7 separate regions of the Mus musculus genome follow, and regions 1, 2, 3, 4, 6 and 7 are each linked to region 5. A link is a contact called in public HiChIP or PLAC-seq, Micro-C and promoter capture Hi-C data. All regions are on one chromosome and are shown on one strand. Each heading gives the region's core, a stretch centred on a gene start, on an enhancer-like site or on the middle of the called end of the contact. The rest is flanking DNA. Distances are from core to core; before and after follow the strand shown. Region 1 holds the start of Amotl2 (angiomotin-like 2). Region 2 holds the start of Acad11 (acyl-Coenzyme A dehydrogenase family, member 11). Region 3 overlaps Nphp3 (nephronophthisis 3 (adolescent)). Region 4 overlaps Dnajc13 (DnaJ heat shock protein family (Hsp40) member C13). Region 5 holds the start of Cdv3 (carnitine deficiency-associated gene expressed in ventricle 3). Region 6 overlaps Dnajc13 (DnaJ heat shock protein family (Hsp40) member C13). Region 7 has its middle 14 kb from the start of Anapc13.

Evidence for each region. Promoter capture Hi-C pulls out the DNA fragments that hold promoters and counts their contacts. Hi-C and Micro-C count contacts between places; a contact is called where the count stands out from the background. HiChIP or PLAC-seq counts read pairs in DNA pulled down with a chosen protein or histone mark.
Region 1: a contact with region 5 is called in a Micro-C map of embryonic stem cells, with 2.5 times the contacts expected there. The contact joins the promoter of Amotl2 here to the promoter of Cdv3 in region 5. A contact is called at or near these places in 2 of 39 promoter capture datasets (cranial neural crest and liver), 2 of 484 Hi-C or Micro-C datasets (both in embryonic stem cells), 2 of 115 datasets of contacts at active chromatin or transcription factors (embryonic midbrain and embryonic stem cells) and 1 of 9 other capture datasets (adipose tissue).
Region 2: an H3K27ac HiChIP or PLAC-seq map of extraembryonic endoderm stem cells shows a contact between it and region 5, with 14 times the contacts expected there. The contact joins the promoter of Acad11 here to the promoter of Cdv3 in region 5. A contact is called at or near these places in 11 of 39 promoter capture datasets (the C10 cell line, cranial neural crest, embryonic stem cells and 8 more), 15 of 484 Hi-C or Micro-C datasets (CD4 T cells, CD8 T cells, the G1E-ER4 cell line and 10 more), 13 of 115 datasets of contacts at active chromatin or transcription factors (astrocytes, bone marrow-derived macrophages, embryonic hindbrain and 8 more) and 2 of 9 other capture datasets (adipose tissue and liver).
Region 3: a contact with region 5 is called in a promoter capture Hi-C map of hematopoietic stem and progenitor cells. The contact joins the enhancer-like site here to the promoter of Cdv3 in region 5. A contact is called at or near these places in 9 of 39 promoter capture datasets (the 3T3-L1 cell line, the HPC-7 cell line, cranial neural crest and 6 more), 6 of 115 datasets of contacts at active chromatin or transcription factors (acute myeloid leukemia, embryonic forebrain, embryonic hindbrain and 3 more) and 3 of 9 other capture datasets (adipose tissue, embryonic stem cells and pancreatic islet).
Region 4: a contact with region 5 is called in a promoter capture Hi-C map of liver, with 2.0 times the contacts expected there. The contact joins the enhancer-like site here to the promoter of Cdv3 in region 5. A contact is called at or near these places in 6 of 39 promoter capture datasets (the 3T3-L1 cell line, cranial neural crest, embryonic stem cells and 3 more), 3 of 115 datasets of contacts at active chromatin or transcription factors (bone marrow-derived macrophages, extraembryonic endoderm stem cells and pro-B cells) and 3 of 9 other capture datasets (embryonic stem cells, liver and pancreatic islet).
Region 6: a contact with region 5 is called in an H3K27ac HiChIP or PLAC-seq map of microglia, with 5 times the contacts expected there. The contact joins the enhancer-like site here to the promoter of Cdv3 in region 5. A contact is called at or near these places in 2 of 39 promoter capture datasets (liver and pre-B cells), 4 of 115 datasets of contacts at active chromatin or transcription factors (astrocytes, embryonic stem cells, large pre-B cells and 1 more) and 1 of 9 other capture datasets (liver).
Region 7: a promoter capture Hi-C map of liver shows a contact between it and region 5, with 2.3 times the contacts expected there. The contact joins the enhancer-like site here to the promoter of Cdv3 in region 5. A contact is called at or near these places in 4 of 39 promoter capture datasets (the 3T3-L1 cell line, 3T3-L1-derived adipocytes and liver), 2 of 484 Hi-C or Micro-C datasets (the C10 cell line and LSK cells), 1 of 115 datasets of contacts at active chromatin or transcription factors (embryonic stem cells) and 1 of 9 other capture datasets (embryonic stem cells).

The regions. Positions count from the first base shown.
Region 1 is chr9:102,716,486-102,719,879 of GRCm38.p6, reverse strand. Amotl2 (angiomotin-like 2) reads right to left here and starts at 2,076. Exons shown (of 10, transcript NM_019764.2): 1 at 1,978-2,076.
Region 2 is chr9:104,061,944-104,065,450 of GRCm38.p6, reverse strand. It overlaps Acad11 (acyl-Coenzyme A dehydrogenase family, member 11), which reads right to left and starts at 1,727. Exons shown (of 20, transcript NM_175324.4): 1 at 1,548-1,727. The coding sequence starts at 1,690. It overlaps Uba5 (ubiquitin-like modifier activating enzyme 5), which reads left to right and starts at 2,330. Exons shown (of 12, transcript NM_025692.3): 1 at 2,330-2,659. The coding sequence starts at 2,505.
Region 3 is chr9:104,038,471-104,041,555 of GRCm38.p6, reverse strand. It overlaps Nphp3 (nephronophthisis 3 (adolescent)), which reads right to left. Exons shown (of 27, transcript NM_028721.3): 23 at 2,994-3,085; 24 at 1,982-2,222; 25 at 809-934; 26 at 302-417. Among named protein-coding and RNA genes, the nearest start is that of Uba5, 23 kb to the left of the region's middle. Within about 2 kb of position 1,650, at least 13 of the 459 cell types and tissues checked have an H3K27ac peak or open chromatin away from gene starts, as enhancers often do. A contact at or near this core is called in the HPC-7 cell line, acute myeloid leukemia and hematopoietic stem and progenitor cells, where this site is marked.
Region 4 is chr9:104,168,515-104,171,920 of GRCm38.p6, reverse strand. Dnajc13 (DnaJ heat shock protein family (Hsp40) member C13) reads left to right here. Exons shown (of 56, transcript NM_001163026.1): 46 at 1,107-1,206. It also overlaps the pseudogene Hmgb1-rs16. Among named protein-coding and RNA genes, the nearest start is that of Gm46130, 11 kb to the left of the region's middle. Within about 2 kb of position 1,765, at least 3 of the 459 cell types and tissues checked have an H3K27ac peak or open chromatin away from gene starts, as enhancers often do. A contact at or near this core is called in liver, where this site is marked.
Region 5 is chr9:103,364,054-103,367,259 of GRCm38.p6, reverse strand. It overlaps Cdv3 (carnitine deficiency-associated gene expressed in ventricle 3), which reads left to right and starts at 1,480. Exons shown (of 5, transcript NM_175565.3): 1 at 1,480-2,206. The coding sequence starts at 1,892.
Region 6 is chr9:104,237,886-104,241,409 of GRCm38.p6, reverse strand. It overlaps Dnajc13 (DnaJ heat shock protein family (Hsp40) member C13), which reads left to right. Exons shown (of 56, transcript NM_001163026.1): 3 at 2,870-2,945. Among named protein-coding and RNA genes, the nearest start is that of Dnajc13, 23 kb to the left of the region's middle. Within about 2 kb of position 2,134, at least 26 of the 459 cell types and tissues checked have an H3K27ac peak or open chromatin away from gene starts, as enhancers often do. A contact at or near this core is called in microglia, where this site is marked.
Region 7 is chr9:102,638,326-102,641,645 of GRCm38.p6, reverse strand. No RefSeq gene overlaps it. Among named protein-coding and RNA genes, the nearest start is that of Anapc13, 14 kb to the right of the region's middle. Within about 2 kb of position 1,850, at least 13 of the 459 cell types and tissues checked have an H3K27ac peak or open chromatin away from gene starts, as enhancers often do. A contact at or near this core is called in liver, where this site is marked.

The sequences.
Region 1 (3,394 bases), core at 827-3,326, 650 kb after region 5:
TATATATATGCATATATGTATATACATACATATATATGTACACACACACACACACACACACACACACACACACACAGTGTGTCTCTTGGAGTTGAAATGTAAGAAGCTGAGCGCCTGGTATGCTATAAATCCTTGGCAAATGCTTATCATTGTAACATTTATGGAGATTTAGCTGATCTTACAGATATACAACAGAAAACCAGAAGGCTATCTCATATCACAGTCCCCGGCAGTCAGCCATTACCCCAAACAATCTCATGGGCAAACTGTAGGACAGGCGTCCATCAAATTCAACCACTTAGCAATAGGGTTCCCAGTTTACTGGCAGGCGGTAAAGAAAGAATGTAGCCCAGCAGAAAGAAGCCCTAAGCAAATAATTCCATTGATTCTTTAGAATAAAGACGCGTGAGCCAGACCCTGGGCTCAAAGGCTGCTGATAAAATAAATCTGAGTCTCCCTGTCACAGATGACCTTAGCAGCCACTCTGCAAGGTGAGCAGCACAAGAAGCCCCATGGAAATTGGTGAGGAGGCAGAGGGGAGCTTGCAGTAACTGAGCCAGGGAAACATTTTCCATGACCACCAACCTCTTTTCTTGGCACACACATTTGCTACTTAGAAAAACCCCTCCCTACGTGTATGCTAGAGGCACACAGGGGATGATCCCTCTGCATCTCTGTTGATATTAGTAACAACTACCTATGCCAGTTGATGGGGTAATGAGGCGAGGGGGGAGACAAAGGAAGGGGGTGGTGGCCCCTTTCTGTGCCATACTAATGCTAGCCCCCTGTCCTACCTCAGTTTGGGAATGGTATGTTGGCAGAGCTGGAGAAAGGTAATGAGCCCTGACGATACCCAAGCCAGCAACTAATCCTCCCCCCCCCCCCCAACTGCACCCTGCAATGTGTAAGACTTGAAGAGTCTGCTCACACGCGGCTTTTTCTACGCGGTATTTCCTAAGTTAATCACTGTCTGGGCTGACTCGCGCTAAGGATCCGGGAGCGGCTAGAAGGAATGCTGAGCCTTCCCGGCAGATTCCAGGCGCGCCGACTATGAGCCAGGCTCTCGGAGCACCGAACATTTCCGAGGCCTTTCATCGCACAAACGTCCCAATCGAATCCCCTAGATGCACAATCTTTCTTTCAAATACTTATATAAGAGCACTTACTGAAAATCAACTTCCTTACACGGGCGCTGTACCTGGGCTGCACTGGAGCGCTGCACTCGGAAAACCAGCCACCTTTCTAAGCAAACACGGGTCTCTGGCCTTGGCCTGGGCTCACTCCAGCAAAAGGAACCAACGCTAGTCTCCAAGTCAACCAGGCCAGTCCAGGGTCCCGGCGTTACTCACCTCTACCGAGGCAGACCACTAGCACCGGTGGCTGCCCGAGCGCCCCGGGCGAGCAAAACCCGCAACCGCGAGAGGTCTTTAAGCATCGCGGGTACGCCTCTCTCCCTAACCCTCTTTGTTTTCCAAATACTTCAGCGCTGACGTCACCGGACTGGACAGCAGGCTGCATTCTTTCTAAGTGAGAGCCAGTTCGTGGCTCCGCAGAGGATTTTCCAAGGAAGACAAAGAGGAATTCTTGAGCTAGCTGAGGGTAAAAGCCACCTGTATCCCCAATCCAGACAAAGCAGCCACGGTAACCTCATAATTCAGCGAGATATGCCTACCGCAGCTTTTCACTTGCCCCGCACGCGAGACGCACACTCCCAAACACTGATCCTCTGTCCTTCCTCCAGCCCCAGTGGGTCGGAGAATGGTGTCCTCACCCCCACAAAAGCGCGAGCAGTCTAGGCTAGACACCCAGGATCGATCCTCGAAAGGGTTCACAGTCTCCCCTCCCGCTCCCGGGGAGGCTCGTCCACCCCAGCTCCGATCTCCAGAAAGGGTCGGACTGATCGCGGTGTCCCGCTGCTGCTGGGAAGCGTCCCCGCCGGCCTCGCGCACTGCCCGGAGTGCCCGGCACCTTGCTTACCGCTGCGGCCCGCGGCTGCCGGCGCACGCAGACCCGGTTCGGCTTAGGTACAGTCAGCAACGGAGGTGCGCACTAGTCGGTGGCGCCGATGATCTGCTTGCTCGCGCCCCAGTGCGCAGCCTCTAGGTCAGCCCGCGCTGGAGGCGGCTGCTATGCCAGGAATGTGAGAGTTTCAGGTTCCCCCTCGGGATCAAAGCGAACCACAAATAACCTCTCAGCGCGCCGCCCTCCTCCGCTCTCCGCCTCCCTCCGCTCCCCGGGCCAGCCCCCGCCTTCCTCCCGGGAGGCGGCGCTGCGGCTGGCCGCTGGGCTGGCCTCAGCCTTGTCCCCTTGCCACTCTGGGCTCTGGCGGCCGTGCGGCATTCATTCCCTGCCACCCTGCTTTGTGTCCTAGCTGTTGGGAGTGTCTTAACCAACTCGTCCCAAGATCGCCCCACCACTGCCCGCACCGGGTTCTCACCCTCCATTCCTACAGGCACCGAGGGACGACTCCAGGGATCAGCCTCTCACGCCCCTATGGTGGCTGTAAGAAGGGTCTGTGGCGTTTTGGAAATGGCGGGAGGACTGCACAGCAGTTCACATCCGCCCAGCCTTGACAGTGTTGCAGACGAAACGATGTTTCGGCCCGCCGCTGCCCAGCCTCTTTCCTAACTCCTACTATTTCACCCCCCAGCGGCAAACTTTGAATTGCACTTTTATTGTTTACAAACACCTTGGCCAGCTCTTTTAATCCTGCCTCTACAGGAAGTGTGTGAATCTGGGTTGAAAATCTGGTGGATTTAACCCACTACCTAACTAAATGAATCAACCACTCACTGGGCATTCGGTCCAACTCCTCCCTAACTCCGCTCATCTTTAAGCCAAGCACGCGGCGGGTCACCACTTGCTTTTTACTCGGCCATCCGACTCCAGTAACCCTCCGACGGTGCTCTTATCATGTCTGTAATAAATAAGAAACCAAGGTTCAGAGAGTCTAAACAACTTGCCTAGGGTCACACAGAGAGTAGCCAATGAAGCCAGGTCCCTTTTCTTGGTCTTCAAAATCCGGTCTCCGTAACCTGACAAGGCAGAGAGTCTCTGCTTCCACCTACCTGTCCCGAGTTTCAGTGTCTTTTCCACCTCGTCTACACCTAGCCAACCCTCTTTGTCTTCCGCTTCTCTGGCTTTTGGTGTGGAATCGACTCCTTTGTCATTTGGACCCTTCTACTTCCCCAGGAGACTCCTCCAGCTTAGCTGCTCTGACTCCCTCCCCTCCCCGCCCCCCCCACCCTCTTTCTGGTTAGAGCGTGCATTCCTCAGTCCCATCCACCTCGAATCAGGACCAATTTCTGCTGCGGGACTGCCGGGCCCAACCCCCTCCTTCCCTCGGCGTTCTCAATTCCTAAGTTTGCTGGAGGGGACCAAGGACAAGAAACCT
Region 2 (3,507 bases), core at 478-2,977, 700 kb before region 5:
AAAGTTGCATTTATATTGTCAAAATGTGTGTTTTCCCCCTTTATATTTATTTATTTGGTGGCACACGTGTGGGGGTCAGAGGACAACATGCAGGATCTGTCTCTCTCTTTCCACAATGTAGTTTCCAGGGGGTTGTCTCAGGTTGTCAGGCTCAGCAGCAGGTGCCTTTACCTGATAAGCCATAGAACTGGTCTAAACTTTTAAAAGATTCCTTTGAGATTTTTGTGGCCTTACTATTTCTCTCTCTTTCTATCTATCTACTTTTATTTTTATAATTTTTCATATGTCCTGAAAATGAATGTGTTTTCTCTGTTGAATATGTACATCTATGTTAAATCAAGATTATATAACATTCCTGGAAAAATAGTGTTTGAAACCAAGGATTGCTACATAGCCCAGACTGGCCTCAAATTCACAATCATTTTTCCTCAGCCTCCAATCTCCAGGGATCTTTAGATTGTTGGGATTAAAGCCATGTAGCCCTAGGTTTGACTTCAGAAGTACTTTTTTTTGTATCACAACTAATTTCATGTATTGAGCATGATTTTGGTGAACATCAACTTAATTCAGAATTATTTTAAGTCTGCACAGGACCACAGTAATGTGAACATATATAACCTTTATCTGAAAGCAGGACAATAAGCTGGCCAAATTCCACAGAGTGAACTAATCACTGAAATGTGAACTTTGACCTGCTTCAGTCTGTTTACAACACAAAGTATTAAGTTTAGAAGTGTCAACTATTACTTATTCCACCTCTCCACGGATATTTCAATGCTTAAGTCCTTTCACCTAAATCACTTCATTTCTTTATCAAGACTAATGGATACAGGCAAATATTACAGGAAAGGAACTTTGATCTCTGAATTTATGTTACAGTTAAATCCCCAGATAGAAAGGCCAGGCACAGTTTACTGAAACCATATGAAATGGTTTTATACTGGAACTGTATAAAAGTAAAAAAAAAACAAAAATCAAAAACCAAACAAAAAATACCCTCTCTATTTACAAAACACCAGACTAAAACCAGATTCACTTGTCAGTGGGGAAAGGTATTCTTGGAGTCACCTCCTCCCGTTTAATTCCCTTGCTTCAAGAACTTAGGCCTTAAGTGGTGCTAAAAACAGTGAAGTGGAATGTCTAGAATCGAATTGGTATATTTTAGCTGGTATTATTAACCTAGCCCCAGGTGACTAAGGTCAATTAAACAAAATGGCACCAGCCCCTCAGAAACTGATCTTTAGATTGTAGCACAGAAGGTCACAGAAGATATCTATTAGGAATTCAAGAGTGTTCAGCCGCAACACTCTCGGTGAATTAGACACATAATTTTAGTCCTTAACAAGACTGCACTGCATAATGGATACTGCACCTCTGCTCCTGCCCTCTAATTCAGACTAGCCTGGGATTCGAGTACAAATTATCCAGGAAGCATCCTTGCAGGGAAAGAAATCCCGACCGGGCAAATGAGACACCCACCCAGGGCCAAAGGAAGCGAAGCACCAAGCACAGACATGTTCCCAGGAGGCAAAGGCTATGGTTGATACCTGTATTGAGTAACAGTCAGCACAGCCCGGGAATCTGACCCAAAGCCCGGCAAGTGCTGATTCAGGTAGGCCTCCAGGGACCTGAGGTCGAACTTGTGCTGGGGTAGCACTTCCACGGTGTCACTGGTGACATCCGTCTCCATGACCGCCACTGTTGTCACCGAGGAATCCACAGACTGTACGGAGGTTGCGCCAAGGCAGAAAGGAGACCGGCACTTGGGGGGGGGGGGGGGGGGGCGTGGTCGGGCGGGGCTTAGGAGAAGCCAATCACCGGGACTCTGGGCAGTGTTGCTGCAAAGCCATGTGGGAGGCGGAGTCTGGGACTCGGAGTCTGGTGGAGAAATAAAAGAATTGCCTGTTGTGGGACCAGACTTAGAATTTACCCTCAGCGTCAGAGCTGGAGTCCTCAGTCTTATAGAAAAACAAGGTCGCAAACGTGACTCTGGCGAATGAAGACAAACAGCTGTCACCCTAGACTAAGGACGCGCCAGCGGAAGACCTGTGCGGTCCGTGCAAGAAGAGAGTCCGCCAGAACCTTGAGCCTGCATTAAAAGACCCTGGTGTTTCTCATGGCCTCCTAGATAGGAAAGACGGAATGGCCGTCGACTTGATCTGGACACATATGATGCTGGCTCTGCTGAGACCTGGGTCTTGGTTCTAGAGAAGAAAGCTAAGTGTTTTGAGGAGTGTTTTTATTTATTATTATTATTTTTTTTTTTTTTTTACCGAGCGGAGCGATGGCGGCGGCGCACCGGAAGTGGCACGCCGGAAGCCCGGTGGGCGTGCCGGAGACGTGTCTTACTGGGAGCCTTGGAGCCGCTTCGCCGGTGTCTGGACCTGGAAGGCTGTGTCTGTTCCTCCTGCGCTTCGTGGGCCCAGCGAGGCAGCGTGGGGAGGCGGCGACGACGGCGACGGCGGCGGTCCGGCCTGGGATCGGAGGCCACCGGGAGCCCAGCCATGGCCGACTCGGTGGAGCGGCTGCGACAGCGGGTTGAGGAGCTGGAGCAGGAACTCGCCCGGGAGAGAACCCGGCGCTCTGGAGGGGACGGCCACTGCGGCCGGACCCGCATCCAGGAGATGAGCGACGAGGTGTTGGATTCCAATCCCTACAGGTGATCCATGACGGGGCGGGCAGGGCCACGCTCCGCGCGAGGGATTCAGCCGGCCTCCTGCCGCTCCTTTCCTGCTGTGGAGGTCCAGTTCCCAGATGGGCAAGGCCATGTCTTATGCTAGTCAGAAGATATTCTTCACCAAGCGAGTTGGCTCACGATTCATCGTAGCATTCGGGAGGGTGAGGTAGAGGGGGTTGTCGTGAGGTCCAGGTCAGTCTGGGCTACAGGAGTTGTAGGCCACTTTGGGCTGTGTAGTGAGACCCCTTTTTTTCTGCAAGGAAGGAAAATAACATTTTATTAAAAAAAAACAAACAATCCAAGCCATCCATCCATATGGTGGAGCTCTTCTGCCTGCTGTCCTGTACCCAGTTTCCTGTCACCATTATCTTTATTAGTCTACCTGGCTCTGCATCGGCTGATGCATAGAAAGCTCTGTCAGAGTATAATATCTCATGTAAAGTCGCCGAGGATAGAGCACCGTTTCCTAAATGCCTCTTGGTGTAACTTAGATGGAGCAGGGTGAGGGAGAGTTAGTTACTAGGGTGCTCACGAATATCCCTGAATATTGGCTTTGCCAGGGCTCCTGACCCCTCCTCTTTGCTCTCCTTAAATGGGCTTAGAAGATTGAGTGGCTTCACTTCTCAGCTTACTGAGTAGTCAGTAACTTAGAACGGTTTCTAACAGCTGCTGAACTTCTGGGTGAGATTGTTCCCTGTAAGTGGGGCCACAGGAACGCCTGTTTCCGCCATAGTTCTGAAGACTGAAGCAGTTTATGTGCAGTTCTTAGAACAGCAGTCGTGCATGGCAAACCTCGTAGACGACCACAGTCGGCAGCATGCTGTTAGACC
Region 3 (3,085 bases), core at 401-2,900, 670 kb before region 5:
GGAGTGAGCAAAACTCAACACACACCTAACTCATCAGCTCTGAGGTTAGTACGTAGCCCTGTCACCCCATAGGCAGGAAGTGCTGGTATAGGCTGTCTTCACTACTGTCCACAGTACACGCCTCCAAAAAGTAAGCCTGCTTTCTCTCTGCTTCTGAGTACCACTTGAGTATCTAAAGCTACACGAGACCAAAACAACTACCCTCACCCCAAGGTAGACTATTTTCAGGGATAAATATTTCATGCTGTTCTGTGATAAATCAAAGCTATTAAATATTGGGATAGATGAGAAACATTCTTACCTGAGCACAGCTAAATTTTTCAATGTTTCTCCAACTCGAGGATGCATTCTCCCCAAGCTATCTTCATAAATCTTTAATGCTCTTTCATATAGTGGCAGGGCTTCACTGTGCTTTTTCTTATTAAAAAAAAAGTAACAGTGCTCACTTAACACATAGTGTGTCTAAAATTATTATTAATGTATTCTATACTGTTCTGACATACTTTGATAAGCACTTTGAAAACCTTAATATCCTTCTAAGAGATATTAAGGAAACATTATTTTATGGACAATCATAACTGGAGAAGCAGAATAATGGAAAGTAAAAACTCTTTTAAGTTTTAGACATGGCTTAGTAACAATTTGACTCGCTTCTATAATAAGCACAAGCCTGCTTATTGCCTTACTATGCCATTAATTCACATTTATCCATATGTATAAAATATATACATTATATATAATATATGAGGTAATCTATATATTACATTCAGATCATTCATTTGCAAACAGTTGAAATGTAGATGCTTACCATTTGGCTATGAAGGACTGCCAAGTTTACCAAGGCAGTAGCTACACTGGGGTGCTTTGGGCCAAAGGATTTCTGCCGAATTTCAACAGCCAATTCATACAGAGGTACAGCTTTGTCAACTTTTCCCTTCAAAACAAAAGCATAATCTAACAAAATATTCAAGCAATAAATACCATCTGACCCGAACTTTCTCCAGAAATAAAATATATTAAATAAGGTTGCAGAAGCATTTTCTACAGCTGGCCACACCTCAAGGCAACAGAAAATCCAATATAATATTCACATGAAGCTGTTGGGAACACAAAGGTTCTCTGATAATTTGGAAAGATGGTTTGCACTTTATTTACTCATCCAGTGTTTCCAGTAAAAGAAATGTCCAGTTGTATAGATCTGTTGTTGCTCTTAACTCAAGGGGACATCCAAATAAATTCACGTCCCCGCCAACTGCCTCACGTCCCGCCAACTGCCCCGTCCCCTCGGGGCTTTCCTTATGATTTCCCTAACTGAGAAGCTGGCCCGAGAGAACAGCATATTCCCTTCTTATGCATGACCTTCTGTGCCGTGACCACCAGCAAGGGAGCCTCCCCACTTCTCAGCACAGAGACAGCTCCGAGGCTGCACTGGTCAAAGCAGGCTGTGGTCAAGGTTTGCTTTGAATAGATAGAAAAATCCAAACTTTACTCCCATGAAAAAGAGCTGCTATTTAATTGTAGACAAAGTAAGAGAAGAGTAGAATAAAATGTCAATTTTGTAAAAATAAATATATAAATAAATAAGGCACTTCCTACAGCCCTAGCTACGGGGTGATTTCCTGTGTTTTGGTTAACAGCGTGTACAGTAAGAGGAACTTGAAAATTACTGAGATATTATATAAAAAGACCTCATTCATAATGTTGATAATAAAATGGGTTGTATTTGAAAGGAACTCATTAGCAATGTAGATGCTTGATTTGTCGTTGGGATGTATTTTCAGAAAACCAAATTAGTATCTTAATTGAATTAAGTCTGAAACAATATATACCTTCATGTTCTCATTGGTTAGAAACTAAATAATTTATTTGTAAAAGCTCACCTACAACGACCTCCCATCAGGCAATAAACTAACAGGCTGGCAGCAGTCATGGCCTCTCCCGTTCATCGTAAAGCACGCAGACACGGGTGAGGTGTACATACCGTTTTCTTATACAAGATTGCAAGGTGCTTCACGGTGTAGGCCAGGGAAGGGTGGTCCGGAGCCAGTGCGCGTCTCCGGATGTCCAGGGCGCGCTCATACAGCTCCTCTGCTTTCTCGTACTGCTTCTTCTCATTGCAAAGAGCTGCCAGGTTATTCAGGGACTGTGCGCAGTCTGGGTGATCTGGCCCCAGAACCCGCTCCCTCATTTCCAAGGAACGCTTCAGAAACTGCTCTGCTGTCCTGGGAACAAAACCCCAAAATGCCTCAAGCAATTTATTCTCTAGAGGTCAGAGTCCTAAGCCCTTAGAGATGGAGAATAGACACACTGGAGTCTTACCCTTCCCCCTCCCTTCCCCTTCCTTTGCTTCCCATGAGGCATCTGTGTGATTGCTCAGCTCTCAACTCCGTTCCTCCTAAATGCAAAACCCACAGATCGTTTTGGAAACAGCCTTCTAAGGCCTTTCCAGTGGTCACACTGTGCCGAATGGACGGCAGAGGCATCTGTTCTTTCCCCTTAGGAGTTGCTACCAAATAATTGTTGGTAAAAGGAACTTAGGGGAAAACATGAAAAATGAGTTGCGTTTTTCTGAGACCTAAATGCACTTGTTTTTCAGACAGCAGAAGTGTAGACGTGACATCTTTTCTAAGTAAATCAAAGGGTGAAAGCAGCTGCCGCCCACTAACTCAGCTATCTCCTGGTGGGTCTGAAGTTGCTTCTGTGGGTCTCAGATGTAATGTCCGCATTAACTCGCTTTCTGTAACCATGAGGGCCCTGCTAGGGAAGCTGCCAAATAATGCTTAGCTTCAGAAGCAACGTGGAAAGAAAATGGAAACACAACATTAAGTGTATGAATGTTCATAACCCAAACCAAACAGGAAATTGGCAGAGGTAGGTTGTTTGTTTTTTTTTCCCCCTAACCTTGGATTTGACAGACAGGTAAAACAGCTTCCCACCAAAGAGACCCAGTGGATCCTTGTTGTGAATCTCATTAGGAATGCCACGGTACTCACTCGAGGTTATTTTGAAGGAAGTAGAGAACACCCAGCTCATTGAGGGTGCGGGCGTTCTCAGGCTTGTCCTTGCCCAAGGTGAGCTCTTCCAA
Region 4 (3,406 bases), core at 516-3,015, 800 kb before region 5:
TTTGACAGGATCAGGAAGCCCCGATCATGGTAGTGTTTGTCCCGGCAGCTCAGAGTAAGGTCTCAAGGTCATCCTAAGATGGCCCTGTCATTGCAACACATGGTTTATTACTGAAAACACCACTTTCAACCCTGCAAGAGCGTGTTCAGAAGTAGCTTTTAAAAACAAGCAAACACATATAATGTGTCCTAATTACCTTTCTCAGCTCATCCCATTCTTAATAGAACAGTTGTTAAGCATGTCAGAAAGCGTTAACAAGCATTTTCTTTATGTTGACAACATTTATATCCTTCAGAGGTTTTTTGGGGGGAGGCTGGGGGGATTCAAGGCAGGGTTTATTGTGTCACCCTGGCTGTCCTGGAACTCCCTCTGTGGAATCTCCACCTGCCTCTGTCTCCTCAGATTTGGGATTAAAGACGTGTACTGCCGCCACCCAGCCATCTTGTAACTTTTTTTTTTTGTTATTTATTATTTGCATCCCAAATGTTGCCACCCCCCTTCCAGTTCTCCCTCCCAGAGCTCTTCATCCCATTCCCATCCCCTTCACCTCTGAGAGAGTGTCCCAGAGCTCTTCATCCCATTCCCATCCCCTTCACCTCTGAGAGAGTGTTCCTGGGGCATCAGGTCTCTACAGGATTAGGCTCATCCTCTCCCATCGAGGCCAGACAAGGTAGCCCTCTGCTACATCTTTAACTTTTTAAGCAAACATTATTAGGTCTGAATAGTGTTCTGAAATGCTAAAAGTGGTTCAAGTGGTATAGGTCTTTAGTCATATACAACAGTGGCTAGAGAAAGAAAAATAGATCGATTTCTTTACAATGGAGGTTAAAGCAGCTTGTTGTATTAGCTACAAAGGATACTTCCTCCTACAGCAAGAGAGAGTCATAGTGAAGACCAGTCCTCCCTAACTGCTCCCCATCTGTGACCACAGTGCATATGGGGGAGGGCATCAACGTCAGACAGAAGGCTTCTTAGATGATCACATTAATAGCCAATCTTTTGAAAATAAACTCTTTGAAAAATTAAGTGTTTTGTCGTCCAAACATGTTTGTCACTTTTATAATTTAGAATCACAATTATTTAATGTCATGTTAATTAATTTTCAGGTTGTGAATATAGTGACATCCAACCAAGACTGTGTCAATAACATTGCAGAATCCATGGTTTTGTCCAACTTATTGGCTCTTCTACACTCATTGCCATCGAGTAAGTATGTGTGCAGATGGCATCAGACACATGGCATCCATGTTGAGTTTTGGAGTGTTTGAAGTAGTGTTCACCATGCAAGATTTGCCTTTCTAATTATGTTTTGTATAAGTGAATGAAATTATGCTGTTTCCCATATAAAAGTAGAATCTAGGGAGTGAGGAGGTCTGAAACCTCAGGAGATAACCTGGGGGGTCAGACTGTTGAGCAGAGGCTAGGTGTGAATAAGAGCACGTGCCAGCCAGCGCTCCGTGCTGCACTTCAAGTGTAAGATTTTGGATACTAGAAGGTACGCTTACGGCAGTGATTACCTTGCACTTAATCCTATGCCCGTTACCGTTTATTTATTTAGTACCCATAGAGCTATCACCAAGGGGATTGTAGAATACGGCAGCCTGGTTTCCTGAGGACAGCTTGTACTGATGGAGGCTCCGCGTAAGCAGTACAGTTGTCCACTTAGTAGTTGGTCATTGTGCTTGTTGTAGCCTTAAGGTTGCCTTGTGGGAGGTCAGTGAAGCTTCAGCCATTTGTAGTACAGCTCCAGTCACAAAACAAACACTGTGATCGATTACCAGTCACCTTTGCTAACGTCTGGGTGGTGCGTGGACCTTCAGTCTGAGAGTTGGGCCTTCAGGGATCTTGCTTGTTGTTTCTTCATGGTCCGTTCGTGGAATGGAGTTGTGTTTTTCTTTAATACTGTTTCTTTTGAATAAACAGCAAGCTAGGAATAGCTTTAAAATGGTAGCACTCAGGAGGCAGAAGCAAGTGGATCTCTGAGTTCTAAGCTAGCCAGAGTTACACTGTGAAATCCTGTCTCACAAAAAAAAAAAAAAAAAAAAAGGCAAGCAAGAGCTGGACGGGCACTGAGCAACTCTGTGCCTCTCGGAAGAAAATCAACTAAACATGGACAGAGGAGATCCTAAGAAGCCAAGAGGCACAATGTCCTTATATGCATTCTTTGTGCAAACCTGCCGGGAGGAGCACAGGAGAGACACCAGATGCTTCTGTCAACTTCTCAGAGCTCTCCAAGAAGTGCTCAGAGAGGTGGAAGACATGTCTGCTAAAGAAAAGGGGAAATTTGAAGATATGGCAATAGCTGAAAGGGTTCATTATGAAAGAGAAATGAAAACCTACATATCCCTCCACCCCCACAAAGGGGAGACCAAAAAGAAGTCCAAGGACCCCAATGCACCCAAGGCCTCCTTCGGCCTTCTTCTTATTCTGTTCTGAGTACCGCCCCAAAATCAAAGGCGAGCATCCTGCCTTATCCATTGGTGATGTTGGGAGAGATGTGGAACAACCCTGCAGCGGATGACAAGCAGCCCTATGAGAAGAAGGCTGCCAAGCAGAAGAAGTATGAGAAGGATATTGCTGCCTACAGAGCTAAAGGAAAACCTGATGCATGAGAAAAGGGGTGGTCAAGGCTGAAAAGAGCAAGAAAAAGAAGGGAGAGGAAGATGAGGAGGAAGAGGATGAGGAAGAAGAAGGTGAAGAAGAAGATGATGATGATGAATAAGTTGGTTCTTGTACAGGTTTTTTTCCTTGTCTATAAAGCATTTAACCACCCTGAACACAACTCACTCCTTTTAAAGAAAAAAATTGAAATGTAAGGCTGTGTAAGATTTGTCTTTAAACTGTACAGTGTCCTTTTTTGTATAGTTAACACACTACCAAATGTGTCTTTAGATAGCCCTGTCCTGGTGGTATTTTCAGTAGCCACTAACCTTGCCTGGTATAGTCTGGGGGTTGTAAATTGGCATGGAAATTTAAAGCAGGTTCTTGTTGGTGCACAGCACAAATTAGTTATATATGGGGACAGTAGTTTGGCTTTTGTTTTATTTTTTTTTTCTTTTGGTTTTATTTTTGGTTTGGGTTTTTTTTTTTTTCATCTTTAGTTGTCTTGGCAGCTTATGCAAAGATAATTATTCTGTTAAGTGAATACCACTCTGTAATTGAAAAAAAAAAGTGGCTGTTTTGTTGACATTCTGAATGCTTCTAAGTAAATACATTTTTTTTCTTAAAAAAAAAACAACAACAACAAAACAGCAACCTTTAAAAAATTATGTGCAGATTATTATTGCCATACCTACAAGTTTAGGTAGTTTTTTCTTTTCTCTTTCAAACTTTGTAAGACTTAATGCAAAACCAAGCTGGTAGGTAAAGTAAAACGCCACAGTTTCAAAATGTAAATTTAGGAGCT
Region 5 (3,206 bases), core at 231-2,730:
CATAGAGCCTTCATTTATCCATCGATATGTTCAGAATGTAGGTCTTCAATAGCCACAACTAGGGAAGGACTTGTAAGGAAAGACAGGAGGGAACAGGTGTGGAAAGACATCCCTCCATTTACTAGCTGGGTCCTATCTTTCCCCCAAGGCTACAGACATAGGACTTAGCCATTTCCTCAGTGGTTGTCACAGCTTTCTCCTCTACCCTTTAGAGGAAGCAGAAGTTTAATGCATACCCAGACCACACGTCTCATAGAGAAACACACATTTGATTCTCCAAGGCCCCAAAGTCAAGTCAGGTGGAAACAAGGATATTTTTTATCCCCTTCTCTGTCCTAAGATCCAGCATAGGAGCCAAAGTTAAACTGTAGCAATCACTCAAACTCAAGTCAGAGCAGGAGCAATTCTAGGTGCAATTGTGTAACTAAAAACAAGGAAACTCCAACATCTGTATTGGGTCATTCATTCTTTAGCTGGTAGAGAGCCTCTCTAGCAAGAATGGAAACCCCTAGTATCGCTAACATAGGCACAAAAGTGCATGCCTGAATTCTCAGCACTTGGGATGGTGGAGGCTGGAAGGTCAGAAACACATTATCTTTTCTATGTATGGCGTTCAAAGCAGCCTGGGGTAGGTGAGACCCGGTCCCAAAACAAAGCAATCTCCCCCAAGCAAACAAAAAGCTTTCTGGGCTGCAGATGTTTCGGGGATCAAGTATTCACATAGTATGTGCCAATAGGGTGAAGACCCAGGAAAAGGAGGGGTTTTGTGTGTTTTCTTTTTGTGATTCTGTGGACAGACTCTGCGCTGACATGCGCCTGTCGCACGCTACCACCAAAATCACATTCCCAGCCATTCTCCATCTCACAAGAGCTAGCGTTAGAGGGTCAGATTTATTTAGCCTGACCCTGGTAGACACAGCTAGTCAAAATCAGTTCCCTTCCTTTCATGCACTGGCTTATTTAAGATCCTTCCGTAAATGGAACCACGAATACTAATCCAGCGCTCCTCATCAAAAGCATTCCATTCAGAAGAAAAGTAATAGGTGCCCGACCAGAGAGGGTGCGAGTACAGAAAAGCAGGGCAGGAGGACCAAGCTTGAACATAGCTGGCTTAACATGGTCTCTTTCCTTTTCCTGAAAGTTCAAACGCCTACCAGGCCACAGTCCTGGCGAGCAGACGCACGTGTACCCTGCGCATGCGCGCAACCAAGGCACACCCGCCCCCTCCGGCTGGTCTTCTTCAGCCAAGTCACCAACCCTCTAAATGCCCGCCCTCAAGGCAAATTCCCTGGCCAATCGGAGGCAGGAGTCACTAGGGACGTCACTCTCTTTGCCTACACCCGCTTTCTCCCCGCCCCCATACAGGGCACCGCCCCGTAGAAGGAACGGATTGTCACCTAAGCGCTCCGTCCGGGCATCTGATTGGCTCTCCCGGAAGACCCGCCCCCTTCTCATCCCGCCGCCCGCCCCCCTCGGCGCGCCCACAGCGGCGGGCGGAACCGAGCGCGCAGGCGCGGCGCTGCCTCTCTCTGCTGGTGGCCCGCCCTCCCTCCTCCCCTCCCTCCCCTCCCCGTCCCCTCTCCCCCTCCTCAGGCCCGCGCGTCTTCCTCCCGCACGCGCCGTCGTTAGCCGAGCGCTCGCCGGTGCGCGCCTTCCTTGTCCCTCAGGCAGCGGGGCGGGCGCGACCCTGCTCCACGCTCGCGGTTCCCAGCGAGGAACGTACCACCAGAGCACGGGGGGAGCCGGCCGCCCTGCCGCCCGCGCCTCGGCGACCCCGCGGGGCTGAGGCGACGCCGCACCCTGCAGCCTGAGCGCACAGCCGGCCTTGACCCAGAGCTCGGAGCCGCGAGCGCCGCGCCCTCCGCCGGCCCCACCCATCCGGACCGCGGCCATGGCCGAGACCGAGGAGCGGAGCCTGGACAACTTCTTCGCCAAGAGGGACAAGAAGAAGAAGAAGGAACGGAGCAGTCGCGCGGCCAACGCGGCGAGCGGCGCGGGCGGGAGCAGCGCGGCGGCGGGCTCCAGGCCGGGCGATGGCGGGAGCCTGGGCTCCGGTGCCAGGTCGGGCGACGGCGGGAGCTTGGGCTCCGGCTCCAGGTCGGGCGACGGCGGGAGCTCGGGCTCTGGTGCTAGGTCCGGAGACGGCGGGAGCTCGAGGTCCGGAGACGGCGGGAGCGCGGGCCCCGCCGGCAAGGCCATAACGAAGGTGAGGGTCGGGAGGCCGGCGGCCGGCCGCATGTGCCCGCCCCCGCCGGCCCGGGAGGCCACGTGACTCGGGCTTCGCACGTCGGCCCGGCGGGCGGGCGGGCTCGCGGTCCTCGGCCCCCGGGGCTCGTCTGGCCGCCCCCGTCCGCGGCCCTCTGCGCGCCGCGCCCTCTGGGCCACGGGGGTTGGGCCGGTCCCCGGGTGACGTGTGCCCGAGTCCTCGTGGTCCCGCTTGAGCCCCGCTGGGGCCGGATTTCATGTTCTTAAGGTGTTCCGAGGCTCCTCTGTGCCGCCCGGGCCAGCGTGGCTTACTCTCCCAACCACGGCCACGCAGGGCTGGGAATTGAGTTGTGGAATTTCTGTCGCCTTCTCTCCGCCGCTCAGCTCGCCCTGGGCTTGGGTTTAAGTAAAAGCGGCGGCAGAGAGGGCGTTTGGGAATTAGGCACGTCTCCGGATCTTGCAGGAACGGGCTAAACTTTACCGTCCGGCCACTAGCCCCAATTTTTGAGACAAGGTCTCACGGTGTAGCTCTGGTTGGCCTCCAGTTCACAAAGAGCCTCCGGCCTCTGTCTCTGGAGTACTGGGATTAAAGGTCTGTGTCACTGTCTGCAATTTTGTTTTTTTTTTGTTGTTGTTGTTGTTGTTGTTTTTTGTTTTTTTTAAAGATCACATTTATTTGCTTATTTGTGTGCGCGCACTCCTGTGTACGTGTGCGGAGAGGTTAGAGGCCGGGGTAAATTCTCTCTTCCCACCACGTGGGCCTGGAGAGTTAGACTCTCTGGTTCTCGGTGTTGACTGCCGCCGATTCTTAGACCGACTCAAGAATCCTGGCGACCACTGATGGAATTTTTCCGAGTCTGGAATCTGTTTACCAAGATCTCTAATTAATTAATTCGATGTTTCGCGGGTACCTTTACCAGTTTGGGGAATCCCGTTGGCCCTTGATGCCTTTTAGTCTGAAGTGGGCTTACCAAAAACTAATCAGGTGTTGTTTCTTCCAT
Region 6 (3,524 bases), core at 885-3,384, 870 kb before region 5:
GCCTGCCTCTGCCTCCCGAGTGCTGGGGCGTGTGCCACCACACCCGGCTCATTTTCTTTTTGCCCATATGGAAATAACTTTGACATTATTATTATATGGTATACTGATTAGAAAAAATGGACAATGAAGAAATTATGTTGTTTGTTTTTAATGCCCATGAAGTCCAGTTTGTGTTGTTTATATATTCTTGGATATGTGCCCTTCATTGACACTATGGTTGGTTACCAAGGGCTGTGCTCGTGAAGAAAGCTGACTCCTTTTCTCAGCAGCTATTAATTAGCAGTGGTTTCTTTGGATGGGGGTGGGGGCATCTCTGCCCCCATTGATGCCCATCTCTGCTCTCCATATTGGGATTTGGTATGGCTTGAGCTTACACAGGTCTTGTATATGTCACAATTTCTGTGAGTTGATATGTGAAGCTGACCTGTTGAATCTGGAAGACACCATTTCCTTAGAGCCATTCCCCACCTTTGGCTCTTTCTTTCCACCCCTATCCCACAATGACCGCAGGCCCTTTCGAGAAGGAGCTTTGATATACCTGTGTCATTTGGGGCTGAGCTTTCCAGTCTCCTGCTCTCAGCACCGTAATCCATTGTGGATCCTGTGTTACTCACCATCTTCTTCGAATAGAAGCTTCTCTGAGGAGGGTTGAGGGATGGCACTAATCTATCGGTGTAAGATTCCGTCATTAGGAGTCAGTTTACTAGTTTGCCCATTTAGTAGGATAACAGTAGTAGGTTCCCCTCTAGAACCTATGGCTTGGCTAGTCTCAGTTCTTGGTTTCATGTTGCAGAGTGGGTCTTAAATCCACTTAGAAGGTAGTTGTGTTACTCCTGTGACAGTTGGGCCACTCTGTTCCAGTGGGCGTTTCTTGCCCGGCCACCTCTCACTGTGGCTTACACAGTCACAGCTGGGTAAGATTGATGCTTGCTGTTTCTCCCCTGGAGTGTGTGCGGCACCTCGAGACACTCTGGAAGCTTCCGGGTCAGCACCAGCTTGATATTTCCATGTTCTATTGGCTCAAGTTCAAAGTGTCTTCAGCAAGAGGGCTTCACTGTCAGGCTGGAGGGTAGCCAAGGGCGCTGGCACAGACCCCTAAATATTGTAGGCTCTTTCAGTGCACTTGGTTACCCTGTCTCTGATGGAAGCATGATGGATTCCTCTTGAGTCTAGTAGTAGCTTTTGGTTAATGTATTGAACGTCTCTTTTTTAAAAAAGATTTATTTACTTTATGTACATGAGTACTCTGTCTTCATGCATACCAGAAGAGGGCATCAAATCCCATTACAGATGGTTGTGAGCCACCATGTGGTTGCTGGGAATTGAACTCAAGACCTCTGAAGAGCAGCCTCTTAACCGCTGAGTCATCTCTCCAGCCCTTGTACACTTTTTTAAAGTATAAAGCAGTTAAAGGCAGGAAAACTTAGAGGTCTGGAAACTATTTGATTTATTTTAGTGCCCATTTTTATCATTTGGGTATTACTGAAGTATTTTCAATAGTTATTAGTCATGAAAAATTTGGGTTTTGGGTTTTTTTTTCTTCCTAATTGAACTGTTTCTCTGAAGCTACTTGGTTGTTATTCATTTTTTGCTTTAATAACAGGCCAGTGTCTCAGTTTTCCTTGTCGTTGCAGTTTTAGTATCAGAGTTAAGATGCCTCCATTACCGTTCTCCACTTAGAGCATGGGCGTTGCCGGTTCTCCACTCTAGACTGCTGCGTCTGGGGTTTGGATGGTGTCAGTCTTTACAGCTTCTGACCTTCTTCTTTGCAATGATTGATCTTAAGTTTGAAATTTATCTGCATTGGCATGTAGCGGATTTTTTTTCCTTTAGTCCGTGTCTGTGGCAGTGAGTTTTTTTGTTCCTCGTTTTTTTTTTCTTACATTTTCTTATTCTAACTAATGTGTTGCTCATTTTTGTTTTATATCTAAAGAGCTGTCTTTATTTTTAAATGTTTTTTTCCTAATTTCTGCTTTTCTCAGTACGAGCTTCTCTTCATCAGTGTTACTGATAATTGAGGTCGGCTTTCCTGTTTGAGTATGTTTCTTTCATTAAAGGCATTGCAGTGAGAAGTGGAAGCGCTTCCTCCGTGTTCAGAGTTGCAGCACAGACACTCGACAGGCAGTTGCTTCACTTGGAACTAACGTTCCCTTATGCGCTGTGCTGAGCAGTTGCCAGCCATACTTCCCTTCCTCCTATTGTGGTTATAATGAAAGGATACTTTGAAAGAATTAGCCATTTGCAGTGTTTTGTTAAAAGAGAAATGTCGTATTTAGAATTCTTGTAGCATCCTGGCTGGTGTCTTACCACCTTAATTTGTGGTAACATCACCATGTTTGTCCAGAGGTCGGTCGTCTTTCCTTCCTTCTCCTTCTTTCCTTCTTTCATTCCTTCTTTCCTTCCTTAAAAATAAATATAACTTTTCTTTGTTTTTATTTCATGTGCATTTGTATTTTGCCTACACATGTCTGTGTGAGGGTATCGGATCCCCTGGAATTGGAGTTACACAGACAGTTGTGAGCTGCCACATGGGTGCTAGGAACTGAACACAGGTCCTCTGAAAGAGCACACAGTGCTCTTAAACCACTGAGCTATCTTTCTAGCCCCAAGGTCATACTTTTTATGCAAGAATATTAATAGTTCCCACTAAAATAAGTGGCGGATAGATTTTAATTTTGATAACATTTTAGGACATTAAATTTGAAAATATAAAAATAAACTATATTTAATCACCATTGAACTATTGATCAGCCAACATATTTCTATTTATAGAAAAATATGAAAGTGTATTCATTTTGTGTTAATATCATATGTTTTCATTTAAAAATTTGTTGCTTAATACTAAATGTAAGCATGTCTTTCCTTGTAGGTATAAACGAGTCTTTTCAGTTGGAACCCATGCAGTTACTACCTATAATCCCAATACCTTAGAAGTAACAAATCAGGTAATTTTAATAGAAGTTGTTGAGGGTTTATGTGAACCTTTAAAAGTCAAGATTGCAGCCCATCTTCCCTGCTGAAGTCAGCAGTTCAGAAGAGAAATGTCAGCCTGAAGATGAATGTGTATATATGATGCCTTGTGTTCAGACCTAGAAGTGAAGAAGTTGTGTGTGTGAGAGCGAGCGCGGGCACATGCTTTCTAGACTCTCGAGGGGATGACTTTCACATGTTACTGTTTTTAGCCATCTCTATAAAATTCGTCCCTTTCTAAAGTTGTTACTATTAATCAAGCATATTAGTTATGTCACAAGTGTTATTGTTCACAGACTTTCCAAAGAACTAGAATTACTTGTTTGTAAAGGCAAGACTAATTGAACATGAATAAATAAACATGCTTAAATATAGTTGTTTTAAATTCTAAACTAGGCATGTTTTGTAGATTGTCTTTCTTAATGAGTACAATCATGAAATGTTAGTCCCTAATTCTTTTCACTTACTTAAGTTGCTTTATATTATCAATACCATCATAGTATAGATCTTTTTGTTATTGTTTCTGATAATTAAAAACCTTTAAGAGAACTTGA
Region 7 (3,320 bases), core at 601-3,100, 730 kb after region 5:
GTATCCTTTTTTTTTTTTCCCAGTGAATTGCTCAATTCTACCCCTTGCCTGCTTTTCTACCGGGGTCCTGTTTTTCTACTTGATTTGCTGAGGTTTTTATGTGTTACTTGGAGAAAATCCTCAGCTATTATATATGGAGCCATCATCTAATTTTATATCCCTTGTCATGTAGGCATTTTATATTCATCTGCTTTTCTAGTTTCTAGTTCTTAGTTTTTGTAGCTTAAGAAGGCACCTCTACCTCAGAGGTTTTTTTTCTTTTTTCTTTTTAAATTTTTAAAAAATGTTTATTTATTTATTCTATGTAAGTACACTGTAGCTGTCTTCAGACACTCTAGAAGAGGGAGTCAGATCTCCTTATAGATGGTTGTGAGCCACCATGTGGTTGCTGGGATTTGAACTCAGGACCTTCAGAAGAGCAGTCGGGTGCTCTTACCCGTTGAGCCATCTCACCAGCCCCTACCTCAGAGTTTTTAAAGGATACAGCTACATTTTATATATCCTTTTACTTTAAAGATGACAACGACGACGACAACGACAATGATGTGATATACGTAGGTGCACACGCTCTTGAGTGTTAAGGTCCAAGGATAACGTTCAGGAGTCAATTCTCCCCTTCCATAGTGGGTTCTGGGAATTGAACTCACATCATCAGCCTTAGTGGCAAGCACCTATATCCTCTGAGTCATCTCACCAGCCCTCGAAATGCCTTTATAGACAATTTATGTTTAAATCTGTTTTAACTCTATTGTGAGGTGTAATTACATCTCAGTCTTCCGGGAAAGATCAAGTGTCATGTGAGGAAGATCCAGGGATCTAGATGAACACCTCCCCCACCCCCACCAACGGAAAACTAATTGTCCTAGCTAGCTTAGTTTGAATAATTTGTTGAATAATCTGTCCTCCCCCCACCCCCACAAATTCCCATAGTTTAAACCTGGAGAATCTTTTTTTTTTTTTTTTTTTTTTTTAAACATTTATTTATTTATTATATGTAACTACACTGTACCTGTCTTCAGACACTCCAGAAGAGAGCATCAGATTTTGTTACGGATGGTTGTGAGCCACCATGTGGTTGCTGGGATTTGAACTCAGGATCTTTGGAAGAGCAGTCAGCGCTCTTAACCGCTGAGCCATCTCACCAGCCCCTGGAGAATCTTTTTAAAAACTTGTACCACCTCTTTCATTTTTCTCAAGCCCTTTCCCCCGTTGATAAAGCTTAACAGTCATTAGTTTTGATGACTTCATACTTTTTGGTTATCCAAATGCCTTAAAAAGATGGGTTTGGGGTCTGGAGAGCTAGCTCGGTGGTTAAGAGCATTGTCTGCCCTTCCAGAGGTCCAGGGTTCAAGTCCCAGCACCCACATAGCGGCTCACAACCATCTGTAATGGGATTTGATGCCCTCTTCTGGTGTGTCTGAAGACAGCAACAGTGTGCTCACATACGTAAATAAATAAATCTTAAAAAAAAAAAAAGTCCTCCATGCTTCTAAAGACACCTGAATGAGAAGGAGGAGAGAGGGAGGGGAAAGAGACTGAATGAGAAATAATCAGAGTGCCATTACTGTAAGACGCCTTCTCAACCCCTTCCAAACTGCAATGTCCGCAGTCGGCCTCTCAAAGGCTCACCCACAAGTGTTCCCCAGTGCCTTCAGCTGCCAGAGGCCTTTGTCTTTCCTTCTCTCCTCTTGCATGGTCTCCATGTCCATACCTGTCCACCTACCTATCCATCCACAGGTCCAGCCACGAATCCATGCACTTGATGTGGCCGGCCACACACAGATCCACCCAGCAGTCCATTGGTCCAGCAGATATTTCCTGAGCTCTATTAGCTGTGTGCTGCACACATTCCACGTTGTGCTCTTCTATGTGAGTGACTTACGTGGCCTCACACACTGCACTATCAGGCACGAACCCCACCTTCAGAGCTATACGTGCATTTCCCAGAGTGCTTTGTGTGGATCTGACGCTTGCTCGGAAGTTACTGACTACAGATAAGAGTTTTGACCCATGTCCCAGAACTTCTTTCAAGAACAGTGAGAAGAGTTTTTGGTTTTGTTTTTTATGAAAATAAACAATACTTTTCTAAATTTTGCAGCATTTATATGATTATCTGAAAAAAAATTACCCAAAGAGCTACGACTTTTTTCTGAAGGATAGCTGTGGAATTTCCTTCCTCAGCCTGTCAAATCTTGTCCCTGGAGGTGACCCTTGCCAGTAGGTTTGTTGTCTTTCCTTCCAGACTGCAGAAAACATATTTATGCAAATCATAGTCAGCTATGCCCGCACAAGCACCTATCAGCTTAGCACACACATCCAGCGCTGTTAAAACATGAATTTCAGAACATTTATGCAGGAAATAAAATCTGGATGCTTAACTTAAATGTTTATCATTCTTTAAGCGACAGTGGAGTTTTGAATGCATTTTTACTCTTTGATTCCAGAAGGCTGAGAGAAGTTGGCAGACTCCTCCTGGTCCCGAGGTCAGCAAGGGGTCAATTAGATCTTAAAACCAGAGGCTTTTCAGGCTGGAGCTGGAGCTCAGCCATATAGTCTTGCTGAGCATAATGGAAGGTCCTGGGTTCAACCCCCAGCACAGTTTCCTTAAGAGAGAGCTCAAACCCAGGTCTTCTGCCTTCTAAGTCGTTGCTGCTGAACCTCGCCATCTCCAAAATCTGGACGAGCTTAATATCGGATGCCTTTGAAGTGCCTGCTGCATTATATTAATAAGAAGCAATAGCTCAGGTTTCAGGTATTTGCCATGGGTCCCAATCTGTCCAAACCCATCACCTGCACTGCCCCATTTAACCTGAGACTCGTATGATATAGTAGTGTTGTCAACCTTCGCTTCACAGAGACCTGGGCTTAGCAAGGTAATATCGCCTGTGAGGGGATGCGCAGCTGGAGTGTTGCTTGGCTTTGGGTTTTGAACTCGAGTCCTTTGGTTTCAAGGTCTGTGCATATAGTTACCGTGCATACATTTTATGCATATATAATGTTAGATGAGCAACTATTAAGGGAGACAAATGAGCTGTGAATTTGATATAAAATGTATTGTTTCCACTCGGGAGGCAGAGGCAGGCGGATTTCTGAGTTTGAGGCCAGCCTGGTCTACAGAGTGAGTTCCAGGACAGCCAGGGCTACACAGAGAAACCCTGTCTTGAAAAAACAAAACAAAACAAAACAACAACAACAACAACAACAAAATGTATTATTTCAGAGACTTTGCAAAATGAAAGCAGAGAGGGGAAGAAGTTGAATGCTTCTAGATAAGAAGATAAATGCTAGTATTACAATAAATAAAAGAAGCAAGCGACAGA